Regions from separate parts of the Mus musculus genome. Here region 2 is linked to region 1. A link is a contact called in public promoter capture Hi-C data. All regions are on one chromosome and are shown on one strand. The core of a region is the stretch at or near the end of the contact, and the rest is flanking DNA. Distances in the headings are between cores, read along the strand shown. Region 1 holds the start of 4930544G11Rik (RIKEN cDNA 4930544G11 gene). Region 2 has its middle 47 kb from the start of 2610300M13Rik.

The links. Promoter capture Hi-C pulls out the DNA fragments that hold promoters and counts their contacts.
Region 2: a promoter capture Hi-C map of neural stem cells shows a contact between it and region 1. The contact joins the enhancer-like site here to the promoter of 4930544G11Rik in region 1. A contact is called at or near these places in 11 of 39 promoter capture datasets (the 3T3-L1 cell line, the HPC-7 cell line, cranial neural crest and 8 more) and 3 of 9 other capture datasets (adipose tissue, liver and macrophages).

Annotation. Positions count from the first base shown.
Region 1 is chr6:65,950,709-65,957,771 of GRCm38.p6, reverse strand. 4930544G11Rik (RIKEN cDNA 4930544G11 gene) reads right to left here and starts at 5,201. Exons shown (of 1, transcript NM_001161773.1): 1 at 3,758-5,201. The coding sequence starts at 4,989. The coding sequence ends at 4,408.
Region 2 is chr6:66,415,921-66,422,608 of GRCm38.p6, reverse strand. No RefSeq gene overlaps it. Among named protein-coding and RNA genes, the nearest start is that of 2610300M13Rik, 47 kb to the left of the region's middle. Within about 2 kb of position 2,963, at least 7 of the 459 cell types and tissues checked have an H3K27ac peak or open chromatin away from gene starts, as enhancers often do. A contact at or near this core is called in neural stem cells, where this site is marked.

The DNA of each region.
Region 1 (7,063 bases), core at 3,952-6,451:
CAGCCCTAATCTTGGATAAAGAACTTGTTACCCAATTTGTGGTAACACACTAACACGTAGCAGAAAACCATATACTTGATGATTTCTGCAACGCCTTGTGATAAAGGCTTTGTCCTAAAAACTCTTTGAGTTTATCAAGTACCCTTCTGAGTAGCATCATAACATGCATGAACTTGGTAGCTGCTGAGCAAAACTGAATATTTCCCAATGCACTGAACTTCCAGACTGTATTTCATGGGGGAAATCTGTCACTGTTATATTTCATCAGCTGTGAACCATGATTAATTTAAGAAAGCCAAAATTCTGTATACCTCATGTCACACATGTCTTTGCTCTCTGCTATTTTCTTCACAGGGTTGACCAATAAATTCCATTTCTGTGTCAAGACAGAGTTAAGAATCTCAAAGTGGGTACAAAGTACCAGCCTTGGGTTACCTCTAACCAATTTCTATTAAACTGATGAATCCCATATATCATCCAGAACACAAAGCATGAATAACAGTCTGGCTAGTGATAAAATAATGTTTAAAATGGCAATGGAAATGCAAAACCAACATATGGAGAACATACACATATGGAAATATATACATATATGTATACACATATATAAATCAAGTGATTGCTATATATATATATATATATATATATATATATATATATATATATACCACTTTCAAAATAAGCAGTAACACTGTGCAGTAGATGATGTCTGGAAAATGATCCTCCAACAGAGGTTGTCTGATATTTCTAGTCATTTAATGATATTAGTTGACCACTATCAAACATTGTCACAGAAGACATGCTTTCTAAACCATCTAAATACTTTTACAAAAGGGAAATCAAAAGTTTATTAAAACAAAGTTTGGAGCTGAGATGAAAGGATAGACCATCTAGAGACTGCCGCACCGGGGGATCCATCCCATAATCAGCCTCCAAACGCAGACACCATCGCATATGCCAGCAAGATTTTGCTGAAAGGACCCTGATATAGCTGTCTCTTGTGAGGCGATGCCAGTGCCTGGCAAACACAAAAGTGGATGTTCACAGTCAGCTATTGGATGGATCACAGGGCCCCCAACGGAGGAGCTAGAGAAAGTACTCAAGGAGCTAAAGGGATCTGCAACCCTATAGGTGGAACAACAATATGAACTAACCAGTACCCCCAAAGCTTGTGACTCTAGCTGCATATGTATCAGAAGATGACCTAGTCGGCCATCAGTGGAAAGAGAGGCCCATTGGTCTTGCAAACTTTATATGCCTAAGTACAGGGAACACCAGGGCCAAGAAGTGGGAGTGGGTGGGTAGGGGAGAGGGAGGGAGGGAGGGTATGGGGGACTTTTGGGATAGCATTTGAAATGTAAATGAAGAAAATACCTAATTAAAATATATTAATAAAAACAAACAAACAAGCAAACAAATAAATAAATAAAACGACAAGTGTCATGCTTTGCAGTTATGTCTGCATTCAAATATATAGCCAGAAGTGGTAGCTTAGTCATATTTTAGTTCTGTTAGATGGGATTTTGCTTGGTTTTTTTGTTTTTTAGAAAAATACTTAGATGGCCCTACCACTGATTGCCAGTATCCACTTCTTGAAAGTGTATGTGGGTTTCTCTTTTCCCATGTCCTTACCAGAATTTATTACATTTCCTTGATGGTACCCATTCTTCTTGTGGTGGTATGGCATCTTAAAAGAATTTTAATTTGGATTTCCCTCATAGCAAAGGAATATTGAACACTTTCCCCCATGTATTTCTTGATTATTTCTGCTTGTTTTTGACAACCACCTGATCAACTTGCTCATTTATGAAATGAAATTTTTTTGTTCTTCCAGTGTTTGATTTACTAAAAATCTAAATACTAATCTCTTCAAAACCCTAGTTGCTGAGAATTTTCTCTGACTCTGTAGGCAATCTAACAACTATGCTTATTGTTTTCTCTGCCATAGAGAAACTTTGCAACCATGCAATCTCATTTGTAAGTTCCTTACAATTATAGACTATGCTATTGGAATATATTTCAAAAACTTATTTATGTTATGTAACTTGGAGTTTGTGTTTTCTCTATGTCTATCTGTAATAGTTTCAGGGTTTTTTCCAGTGTAAGAGCTATAGATCTAGTTTCATTTTCTATATATGGATACCTAGTTTCCCCAGAACAATTTCTTGAAGAGGCTGTTTTGTCTACCTGTGATTTGAGAGTGAATATCCCACTTTCTAGTATTTTCTTAAATACTTTTAAAATACCATTGAAAAACTGCTTTCATTAGAGGTCATTCACTTCCTGTGGTGGCTTGAATGAGAACCGCCCCATAAGTTCACATATTTAAATATTTGGTCCCCAGATTGGTAGAACTGCAAAGAGTAGCAGGTGTGGCCCTTTTAGAGTTAAGTCACTGGAGGTAGGCTTTGAGATTTCAAAAGCTTACACCATTTCAGTTAGCCTTCTCTGCCTCCTGCTTGTGGATCAAATGTAAGCTCTCAGTTACTGCCCTATAACCATGCCTTCCTGCCTGCTGTCATGGACTGTAAGCAAACCCCCAGGTAAATGGTTTCTTTTATAGATTGCCTGGTCGTGATATCTCTTCACAGTAATATAAAAGTCACTAAGCCATACCTCTACTAGAATTATTTCTAGATATTTTGTTGCTTCTTCTTCTTTTTTTTTTTTTTTTTTTTTTTGTTATGGGTTACATTTGTACCTGTTTTTCTTTTTATTGGGAAATTAGCTATTGGTACAAAAAGGATTGATTTTTAAAGTGTCTGTTAGTATGTCTGTTGAATGTGGGTACCTGAGTACACACAGATAGATTGAGGTGAGAGGACAAGGTACTACAGTTAGCTCTTGCCTGCCCCCTTGTTGACACAGGCTTCTTACTGGTTTTGCAGCAACACATAAGCCAGGCTAGCTGGCCCATGAGCTTCTGTGGATTCTCCCATCTCCTCCTCCTAGATAAACATAACAATGCTGGAGCTTTAGATGTTCACCACCACATCTAGCTTTGTACTAAAGTTACCATGCTTACATGCGAAGTTCTCTACCCACTGAGCCGTTCCTGACTTGGAGCTACTGATCTTCACGTGTTGATTTAAGTTCTACCACTTGACTAAAAGTGCTAACAAATCGATGATTTTCTTTCTTTCTAGAAGCCATTCGGATCTCTTAAGTATCGGACAGTGTTATTTGAAGTAGTAATAACATGAACCCTTTACTATTTGTATACATGTTTTTTTTTTTCATTTTTGCATTTGCCTATTGCCCTAGGACTTCAAATACTGTAAGAAGGGAAGAGATGCACACTCATGTCTCACTCCCTATTTTAGGGAGACTGTATTGAGTGCAATGTTGGCTACTGGTTTGCCATATACAGCCCCCCCCCCATACATACACAAATATTCACACACATCCATCCAGAAAACTGCATTATTCTTAAATGTGGAAAAATTAAGACATAGAAAAACATTTAGTCACCGGAGAGAAAGAACCTTCACACCCCACCCCATGCCGTCCATAAGAATAGGTGGCTCTCTGGGAGGCAATGTCAATAATGTGTAAAGAACAGAGGCTCCGTGACTTAGACCCAGACCCTGCAGACCAGGTTAGAGGGGCTGTAGCACCTTCAAGGATTCATTGCCTTAGGTGTGCAACCAGATCCCTATTCACTCAGCCCAGTTCAAGAAATGGGTACCAGAGTGTGAAAAGGCTACAATATGTGGTTGTATTTTATCAGAAAAGGGAAAAAATGAAACTGTAAAAGTTAATTTTCCATATGACTTTATTTCCAAATTCTTTCTTTCAACCAGTATGCTTGCTGTGAGAATGACAAATATCAGTATCAGAGAATACAAATATACCAAAAATGCTACATCTAGTCTGGGGTAGATCTTCTTCATTCTGGTGACATACACTAAGTGGCACTACTTACACAGTAACTATAAGGTAACTCACAGGAAACCACAGAGCTGTTACTCTACCACAGCTGCCTGGAGAGAGATTTCCAAGAGAATAAAGATGGCAGTGAAAGTTGTTAGGGAGTAAACTCTTAAGTGGTGACTCAACTGCGTTCTTCCCAGCTCACAGATGGTAGGTTGGGCAGGTCAGAAAGAGTTACATTCTAAACGACAAAGTTACCGTTTCTCTTTCTAGAGATAATAAATTCTTCAATTAGTGCCTGATGTTTCAGGTGGAGTGCAGAATGGGCTGTGACAGAAGAGTCAGGACCCTGGCAGGTCAGACCTAGAGGATGTCATTAGTAATCATGGTTGCTTTCTAAACATTGACAGCAAGATGACTTCTGATTTGTAATCTCGGACATACAAACAAACAAAAAGGCTAGCAATTACACCATAACATTTGTAAATAGCACTTGAAAATTAACTGTACCGGGACTGTGTTTGCACAAATACTTCAAAAGACAAAGCAACCAGTCTTTTTCTTCACTCGATTCGTTTGCAGAGCAGCCCTTGTGGCCTTTTCAAAGACCCTCCTCACTCCATCTTTGGTCTTCGCTGAACACTCCACATACTCGAAAGCGCCAATGCTGTTCGCCAACCCTTGGCCTTGTTCAGGTCTCACAGGCGCTTGCTTCCTCTTGGCTAACTCTTGTATCGTGTAGAAGTCATTCCGAAGATCCTTCTTACTCCCAACCAGGATGATGGGCACGTTGGGACAGAAATGCTTGACTTCTGGAATCCATTTATGTGGGATGTTCCCAAAGCTATCAGGGTTGCCAATGGAGAAACATAACAAGAGAACATCAGTGTCGGGATAGGAGAGTGGCCTCAGGCGATCATAATCTTCTTGTCCAGCTGTATCCCACAGGGCCAACTCCACCTGTTTTCCATCCACTTCGATATCAGCCACATAGTTCTCAAATACTGTGGGCACGTAAACCTCAGGAAACTGGTCCTTGCTGAAGACGATGAGCAAACATGTTTTTCCACAAGCTCCATCTCCCACGATCACCAGTTTCTTCCGGATGGCAGCCATTGCCTAGGATGTTTTTGCTACTGCACAAAGCGCCTGGGACTTCTCAGACCACAGGCTCTCAGACTACACCCAGGAAGACCAATTAGTGTAGAGGACACCTATCCTGAGCCACCACCTCTGAGGCCCAGCTCAGCAGGAGGTGGCAGACTCAAGAGAGAACCAACTGAAGACAGTGTTGGAAGGCCGGTGGCGGAGGGAGGCAGGATACGCATGCGCCTGAATGCCCAGCTTGGCTCGAGCCTGCCAACCACACATATCCTCACATTCATAGTTCAACAAGGTTGCGCGTGAGAGGTCTTTTTGCCCTGAAAGAAAGGTACTTAAGCAATCATCTCACCTACGTAGGCGTGATGGGAATTCTCAAAACACATCCTTTCTATTGCTGGTTTCTTCAAGATATTCTGTTCATACAAGTGCTAAATTTAGTCAAAGATCTTTTGCGATTGCTGTGTGGTTTCTCTTAAATCTATTCAAATGCTTTGCCACATTTATTGAACCGTCCTTGTATCCTTGGCGTGAAATTCACTTGACTCACAGTTCGTGATAATTCTTTTTAATATGCCTTTGACTTCAGTTTGCAAGCATTTCATTGGGGGGAGGGGTGGGTCCATTTGTGTCCACCAAGGGGCTTGATGGATGGGTTTCTTCCTTACGTCTTTAATCTGGTTTTGGCATCAGTGTACTACTTCAGTTCATAGAATGAGTTCAACAGTGCTCCTTTCCTTTCTATTCCAAAGAGCAGCTGGGGAGGCGCCGTGGAGTTAACTCTTTGAACAGCATGGAGGAAGTCAGCAGGGAATCCCTCAGGCCTGGGCTTTTCTTCATTGGAAGGTTCTTCATCTCTGCTTCAATCATATTCCTCTTGTGCTTCTATGTGATGTGCTTGATCACACCTTAATTTTGGCAGAACTGCTGTGCGCAGAAACATCCATTGAGCTTAGATTTTCCATTTTAAAAATGTAAGCTTGCTGAGTGATCCCCACTGACCCCGAACCTAATAGGAAAACACTGTAACACACACATTTTCACCTCTAGCTTTATTAGTTTCACATTCTTTTTTCTGTAGGCTAATTTTGTTGATGCTTTATCAATCTTGATTATCTTTTCAAAGAACCATTTCCTACTCTCATTCATTCTTTACGTTGCTTTTTTAGTCACTATTTTATCACTCTTTGCCTCAGTGTTCATTGTTCCTTTTCAGTTTTTGGCTTTAGGTTTGGCATCTTTTCTTTTTGAGATCTTTATGATGTTTTAGTGTAAGTATTTAGCTCTAAACTTCCTTCTTAAAACTGTGCTCCTGTATCCTGTTAAGTTTAGATTTCATTCCAGTGACTTCTAATTTATTTCTCTACAATTGATGTTACTAGTAGCATAGTAATTAAGTACAAAGGGAATGGGAAGGTGGAGAGAAGAGGCAGAGGAAGGTCGTGTGATGTCGTGTAGAAAACAACACTAAACCAAACACAAGAAATAGAAACAGCAACAACAAAATAACAAGCAAGCGGCACAGCAATGCTTTAAAATTAAACAAAACAAAACAAAACAAAACCTTTTGTTTGCTTGTTTGTTTGTGGAAGTTGTGAAGGAGTCATTTTCTTTCCAAAATTCGAATAAGTGAGACCAGGCCAGAGAGGGCTATGTGCAGCTAAGCCTTTCCCTCTCCAGGTCTGGCAGAATTTCATGTATATGAAGCCTGGAAATTCAGGAAGTGTCATATTCCATCTCACACTGCCACAGACATCCGAATGAATGTCCCCTTACAGGATAGATGGTCTACCTGTGTAGATCTGTGGGAGATCTTTCCAGGCCTATAATAGAATGCAGAGCAATCAGACCAAAGCAGCCTGCCCTTGAAGGGCAAAGCCCAGGACAATCTTGTGATCCTGTATTCCCTGCTGACATTGTTCTCTGGGCTAGCACACCAGCTGGTCACTTTTCTCTCCTCTCACTAGCATTTTGGCTGCAGACCCTCCAGCCTTGGGTGCCTGGCTTTGTTCTGCAGCACTGGTTCCGCTTCACACCCAAGTAGCTCTGTGTCCATGAATCTGAGTGTGAGTTACACTGGGTCCGCATT
Region 2 (6,688 bases), core at 1,714-4,213, 470 kb before region 1:
AGCTCTGGAAGCAGGTACCATGTCTCATGTGTAAACTGGTCCCGGGGACTTAGAAGGCAATAAAAGAGCAATAGAGTGTGGACATGCTTGCAGGTGACAGTCTTGGAAAAGAGAGGGGAGACAAAAAGACAGAAGCTGAAGTCTCAGGAAACACACAAAGGCTTTAGAAGTTTACGTGAATTAGATATGTAAAAGAAACTTGCAATTGGCAAGCAGGGGTAGTTGTGAAGTGTGCCCAGACTGTCAGAACAGGAGAACTAGTTTCAAACTTACTAAGTAGCTCAGAGGAGCCTTGAACATGAGCTGATCATCCTGCCTTAGAATTTCAAGTGCTGGGATTGTGGAATTATAGGCATGTGACTCTGAGCTACTCAACTTTATTTGTTTTAAGTTTTCATAACCATATTCATTCCTCATACAGTTATTACATTTTCATTTTATTTATTAAATTTTAAAATTATTTATCACAATGCAGCTTAAAGCTAAAATATCTATAATTAAGATAAAAAGTTGCAACTATAAAAAGATATAACAAGTCAAAGAGAAATTTTGTTTTATATCTGAATAATTTGTCTTAATGCTATTAATTTTGTTAAGTGACATTAAATAATAATAATGTTTATAATCACTATACCTTGTATATAGTCTCTTCAGTTCTATTTTACACCAAAACACCCAAACAGGCACAATTTCAAATGTATATGAACTCTGATATTTCGATCTCAATTGGGTAGTGGTTTACAAATGTGGGGAATCTGTGATTCTGTTGGTTTGTGATATTTTTTTGCACAGTGTTCTATAAATAATTTCATTAAACAACATAGGCCATTTATATATTCTTAGTCACAACTGTACCTTAAAGGATTTGCTATCAAATCATCAATTATTTTGATTTCTCCTGACTTTCCTCAAAGAAGATATTTATTAAGAGAGGGAAAAGAAATTATTTTAAAATTTAAAGGAATCTCATACCTTCCAAAAATGATGTCTGTTTAAAAATGTAAGGAGGTATACATTTATGTATATGAGTAATTCTACACAAAGCTATGAATGCTTAAAACTGATACTTTGAACACTAGGAATCAATGACAGATGACATGGAATAGGGGGCAGGTGTAGAGGTTACCATGGAGGCTAGTTTAAGTTGAAAGGCTCCCAACTATTTGTCTTTGTTTCTGATGACCCCTGGTCACCTCTGGTGATGGACGTTTCAGAGCCTCTTTGAAATGTTTGAGAGATTAAGAACTATGCTCAGGTATTAATTTCTTTAGTTATTTTTTTCTACATTGTTATTAATAGTCATTTGTTATGTCGAAAGGCAGAGAAATAAGGTGAACACTTTCACGTCTATAATCTTCCTGCTAATTTCTATATAGTTAAACTGATCCCTAGGGTCAGACTTTTAAAGAAGATTTATCTTATGTGTTCGTGTATATATGACATGCATCCAGGTACTTGTGAAGGCCAGAAGATGGCATGAGAATCTTTGGAACTAGAGTTACAGGTGACTGTGAGCTGCCTGATGTGGATGCTGGAAACCTAACCCAACTCTACTGCAAGAGTCTGCAAGTGTTTGTAATTGATGAGTCAACTTTACATCATTTTAGATCCTTTAATTCCACAGTCATGGGAAATATTGAAGATGTTCTGAGCTATTTCTTTCTCTTAAGCAGTTTCCTCTACATTTTAATTTACATTTTCCTTTCTTCTGGTATTATGACTCTGTTTTTTCAAACTCTCTAAATTATTAAATTTTTAATTGTGAAACAACACTGTATAAATATTTTACTGAGGATGTGATTAAAATAGACTCTATGTGTTTTTACTTTACACTGTTATTATTCGCTGGCACTGAATTGCAGTTTTCATGGTTATTCTCATTCTTTTAAACATCAGAATATGATTTAATGCATTTTATTAAGCTTTGAAAGATACTGGAAATAATTTGACAATATAATTAAGGGAGTACTGAACCTAAATATATCTCCATTTGAAATTCCATAGCTTGGCACAGTTTAATTTCCCAAATGAATGCCCTTTCTGAGGGCTGAGATCATGGTCTCATATAGGGGAGAAAGGACAGAGAATATATGGTATATTGTTCTAAAACCCAAATAAAGGAAACCATTTACACTGAGAATATTGTGGAAATTGGAAAAAAAATATTCAGGAGCCTCAGGAGTGCTTCAGAGAAATTGCTAATGGGTCATTGCTCATACGTTGATTTACTTAGCAAATAGTACGCGCAGCTACCACCATGCTGACAGTACACATGGGACACGGGTCACAATTTTTCTCACATTTTGAGAGAAACATGTACCAATTATTACAATGTAATATGAGTAGATGTAACCAGGGAGTGGACTCACAGGACCATTGTCTGGAATGAGACAGCGATCATATGCAAATGGTGAAAGCAAAAGGAGCTTGTGCATGTTTAAGTGCTTCATTTCGTAAAGAAAACCCAAAGTGGCTAAGCAGAAACAACATTAAACTACCATCTGAGTTCTCTAGTGTTTCTGTTTCCTTAATGTTGTGAATTGGGCATCAGGGAAATCTTAATTTAGCAAAGTGAAATGGAAATGTTTTTAATTACCTCAGCAAATAGTTCCAGAAATAATAAAATGTATTCTGCAAAGGCTTTAATATGAGAACATTTTTTTTCCTAGCAGAGAAAGAGTAAAATATTCTGGAAGAGTGGCCTGCATATATCATAGCTATATTCACGTGTAGACGGATATAACCCAAGAAGCATAAAGCAAACACTGTGTGAGCTGCTGTGCTCCATTGCCATCTTCCCAGCAGCTTCCAGAGACTAATTAAAACTGCTTTTTATTATTTAAATGTTCCACAGAAACAGGCTTGTCACCTTTTAAAAATACTTCTGCAGAACAAAGTGCCATAATGTCACGACACAGGGACGCTGGCAGGAAAAGACAAATGGGGTTTGGCAATGTTCTCCCACATGGATAAGTCCAGAAGGAGAAGCGGATAAATCAGGAAGGGTCAGTGCCTTGAAAGGGAACATTGTCTACTCCTGAATATTTTAGACATACAAAAATGGGGTCCTCAGGACTCCTTCTACCGTCATGATTCCTGTCTCAAAAGGGAGGGAACTGAAGGACGTATGTATGTTAACTTTAAAGGAAATGTATGCTTAAAAAAATGAAAATAAAAAGTATTTGTAGAAGTAGAAAAATGAATAAGTATTTTGTAACTGAGAGAGGAGAAAGATAGCCTATAAACTGGTCAACAGTTAATGAATCCTGGAAAAATTGTCAGTGTTTTGGGAACCAAGTGTAAGAAACACTAATTTGCTTTATATTCTAAGTTTTGTGTGCAAGGGTATTTCTTCAAGATATTTGCTTATGATTTTCTTTTTAAACCCTGAAATTCAGAAGGGATTCTTGTACCTTACATAAGCAGCTCATTTTCCGGATACAGCTTATTTAAAACTATTTCAGTACTGAGATTGTTAAGTACTTTACCTCAATTCAAACAGGCCATAACCTCTAGTGAAATAGAAGCAGTAATTAAAAGTCTTCTAAGGAAAAAAAAAAAAGCTGAGGATCAAATGAATTCTGAGTAGAATTCTACTAAAAAATAATTAATGTCAACAATCCTCAAATTAGTACACAAAATAGTCAAGGAACACTTTCTAATTCTTTTATGAAGCCACTATCACCATGGTACCAAAACCATACAAAAATTTAACCAAAATTATAGGCTAATATTAATATCCTTTATGAATGTAGTTGTAATAATTCTCAATAAAATATTTGAACATACATCCAAACTCTCATACTCAATTATTTGAAAATATAATTAGGAGTTAATATTGGATATTTATTATAATATTTACCTTCTTCTTAAACTTTGAACTGTTAAGTTCAAAAGCTATATGGAATCTGTTATTTTTATCAATAATAATATTTTTGAGGAATATCCTGGATATTTTACCTTATTTCTTTCTGCTTGGATGTTAGAAAATAATTATAAGTGTACTCTTTATATTCAACTGTGTGTCTCATGTAGTCTAAAATGTCTAATATCTATTAGATATTTAATATATGTCTAACTATACTAATGTATAATAACATAATAACAGTCATATAGTCTAATAATCATATCAATCATGGTGATTAGTTTTTTATTGTTTGATTTGCTGACTCCTGTTCCCAGGATTATCAAATGCCAACAGTTCTTCTGCTAGGAATGGATTTCATGCCCACTTTCCTTGCTCCATGTTGGGATTTTTAACTTGCTTGAGCTTACACAGGTCTTGGACATATTGTCACATTTGCTGTGGGTTTCAAATGCATGACTAACCAATGCACATAAAATAAAAATAGATTGTGTCTGTAAAACACTGCTTTCTTAAAATCATTTACTACCTTTTATTATTACAATCTTTCTGGCCCCTATTCCTCAAAAACCCCTAGTCCTTGAAGGGAAGGATGTGATATAGACGTTTTATTCAGGACTGAGCACTTTGAAATCTCTTATTTTCTACATACTGACCAATTAGGAGCTTTTATTACAAGAAGAAGATCCTCTAATAGGGATGAGAGATAAATTGATTAGGGTATGTCATTAGAAGTATATATATATATATATATATATATATATATATATATATATATATAATATGTGCATTGGTGTTTTGCTTGCATGTATGTCTGTGTGAGGATGTCAAATCACATGGAACCAGATTATGGAGAGTTGATGGTGCTAGGAATTGAACCTGGATCCTCTGGAAGAACAGATAGTGCTCTTAACTGCTGACCCACCTCTCCAGAAATCATTTTAATACTCTCCCCGTTTAGCATAATTATGGTATGGGCTCTCTTTAGGGCCTATGATCTATCTAACCACAAGGTCTTGGATCTCTTAACAGTACCAGGTAAGGGATTCATCTCATGGAGTCAGTTTACTTTTATAGTGTGACCCCAGTAGGTCAATCACACTCCAGGACAGGTCCCATGCCCAAGGGAAGTAGGTCAACACAGACAGGACCTGATGGGTTTCAGTAAAATGGGGGAGAGAGAGAGAGCAAGACTCAAAAGTTGAGTGAGGTATATTGGAGAAGAGTTGGGGGGGGGGTGGCTATGATCACTTGATAAAAGCAGTTTTTGTTTTTAAACGAATGTGGTTTTAGGCATACTATGTTTGAGATTTTCACTGGATAATCAAATAATGTGAATAGATGAGTCTATAAAGTAAGATACACATACATATACTCACGACTCTCATCAACTGAATGGTGAGCCAAGGAAACACAATGGATGCTTACATGAGAATGCTCCAATTCATGGATCTACTTTTATAGTTTAAAAACATAGAAAAATAAACCCACATTATTAGGCAAACAAACATATGTATCCAAACTGAAGCATAACAAGGAAGTAGTGACCACATAAGGTATCAGTTACCTCTAGAGAGAGGCAGGGTGTTCGGCTCTATGATCTTACCGTCTCAGGACTCTTGGGGGATGTTCTATATATTAACTTTGCTGTAGCACAGAGAGGAGCAACATGTGAGTTCATATTAAGTACCTTTAAGCAGGGCATCAAGAAAAGTTAGATGGACTGCTCAGTGGTTGAGAGACCTTGACCTTTTGCAGATGATGGTGTTTGCTACCCAGTACCCATGTGGTGACTCACAATCCTGTGAAACTCCAGCTTCAAGTCAGCCAGTTTCGTCCTTTGGCTTTGTGGGTTACAGATGCACAACATTACAATATGTAAAATAAAAATAAATCTTTAAAACATAACTTATAGACAATATTAGATGTCATAAGTAAAATAAAATGTGAATAAAAATTTTCCCTGTGTTTAAAGGACTTCAGGGGAAACCTGGAATCATGACTTCAAACCACTAAAAATTGTTTTTTCATTTTTTTTTTATCCTTTAATCATTTTTTTACAGTCCAAACTTTATCCCCCTCCCTGTCCACCCTCTGACTGTTCCACATCCCACTCCCCTCCACCAAGTCTCCAAGAAGATGTCCCCCCTAACGTCTCTTGAGGGTTAGGTGCATCTTCTCTGACTGAGTCCAGATCCGGCAGTCCTCTGCTGTAAATGTGTTTGGGGCCTCATATCAGCTGGTGTATGCTGCCTGGTTGGTAGCTTAGTGTCTGAGAGATCCAGGGGTCCAGGTTAGTTGAGACTGCTGTTCTACCTATAGGGTCACCCTTCTCCTCAGGTTCTTCCAGCTTTTTCCTAATTCAACCACAGAGATCACCATCTTCTGTCCACTGGTTGGGTATAAATATTTGCATCTTACTCTTTCAGCTGCTTGTTGGGCCTTTCTGAGGACAGTCATGATAGGTCCCTGTTTGTAAGTATAAAAGTGTTAGTGACAGATGTTGGGACCTCCCCCTGACCTGGATTCAACTTTGGGCCAGTCACATTGGACCTCCTTTTCCTCAGGCTCTTCTCCATTTTTGTCCCTGCAAAAGGGACAAAACAATTCAGGAATTCAAGACAGGAACAATTGAATGTGGGATGGCAACCCCATCCCTCCACTTCACGACCTCCCTGTTTTTCTACTGAAGGTGGACTCTACTAGTTCCCTCTCTCCACTGTAGGGCATTTCATCTAAGGGGGGGAGTGGGGAGTCGGGGAGAGAGGGACCTGGGTGGAAAGGGAAGAGGGACCTGGGTGGAAAGGGAAGGGGGAGAAGAGG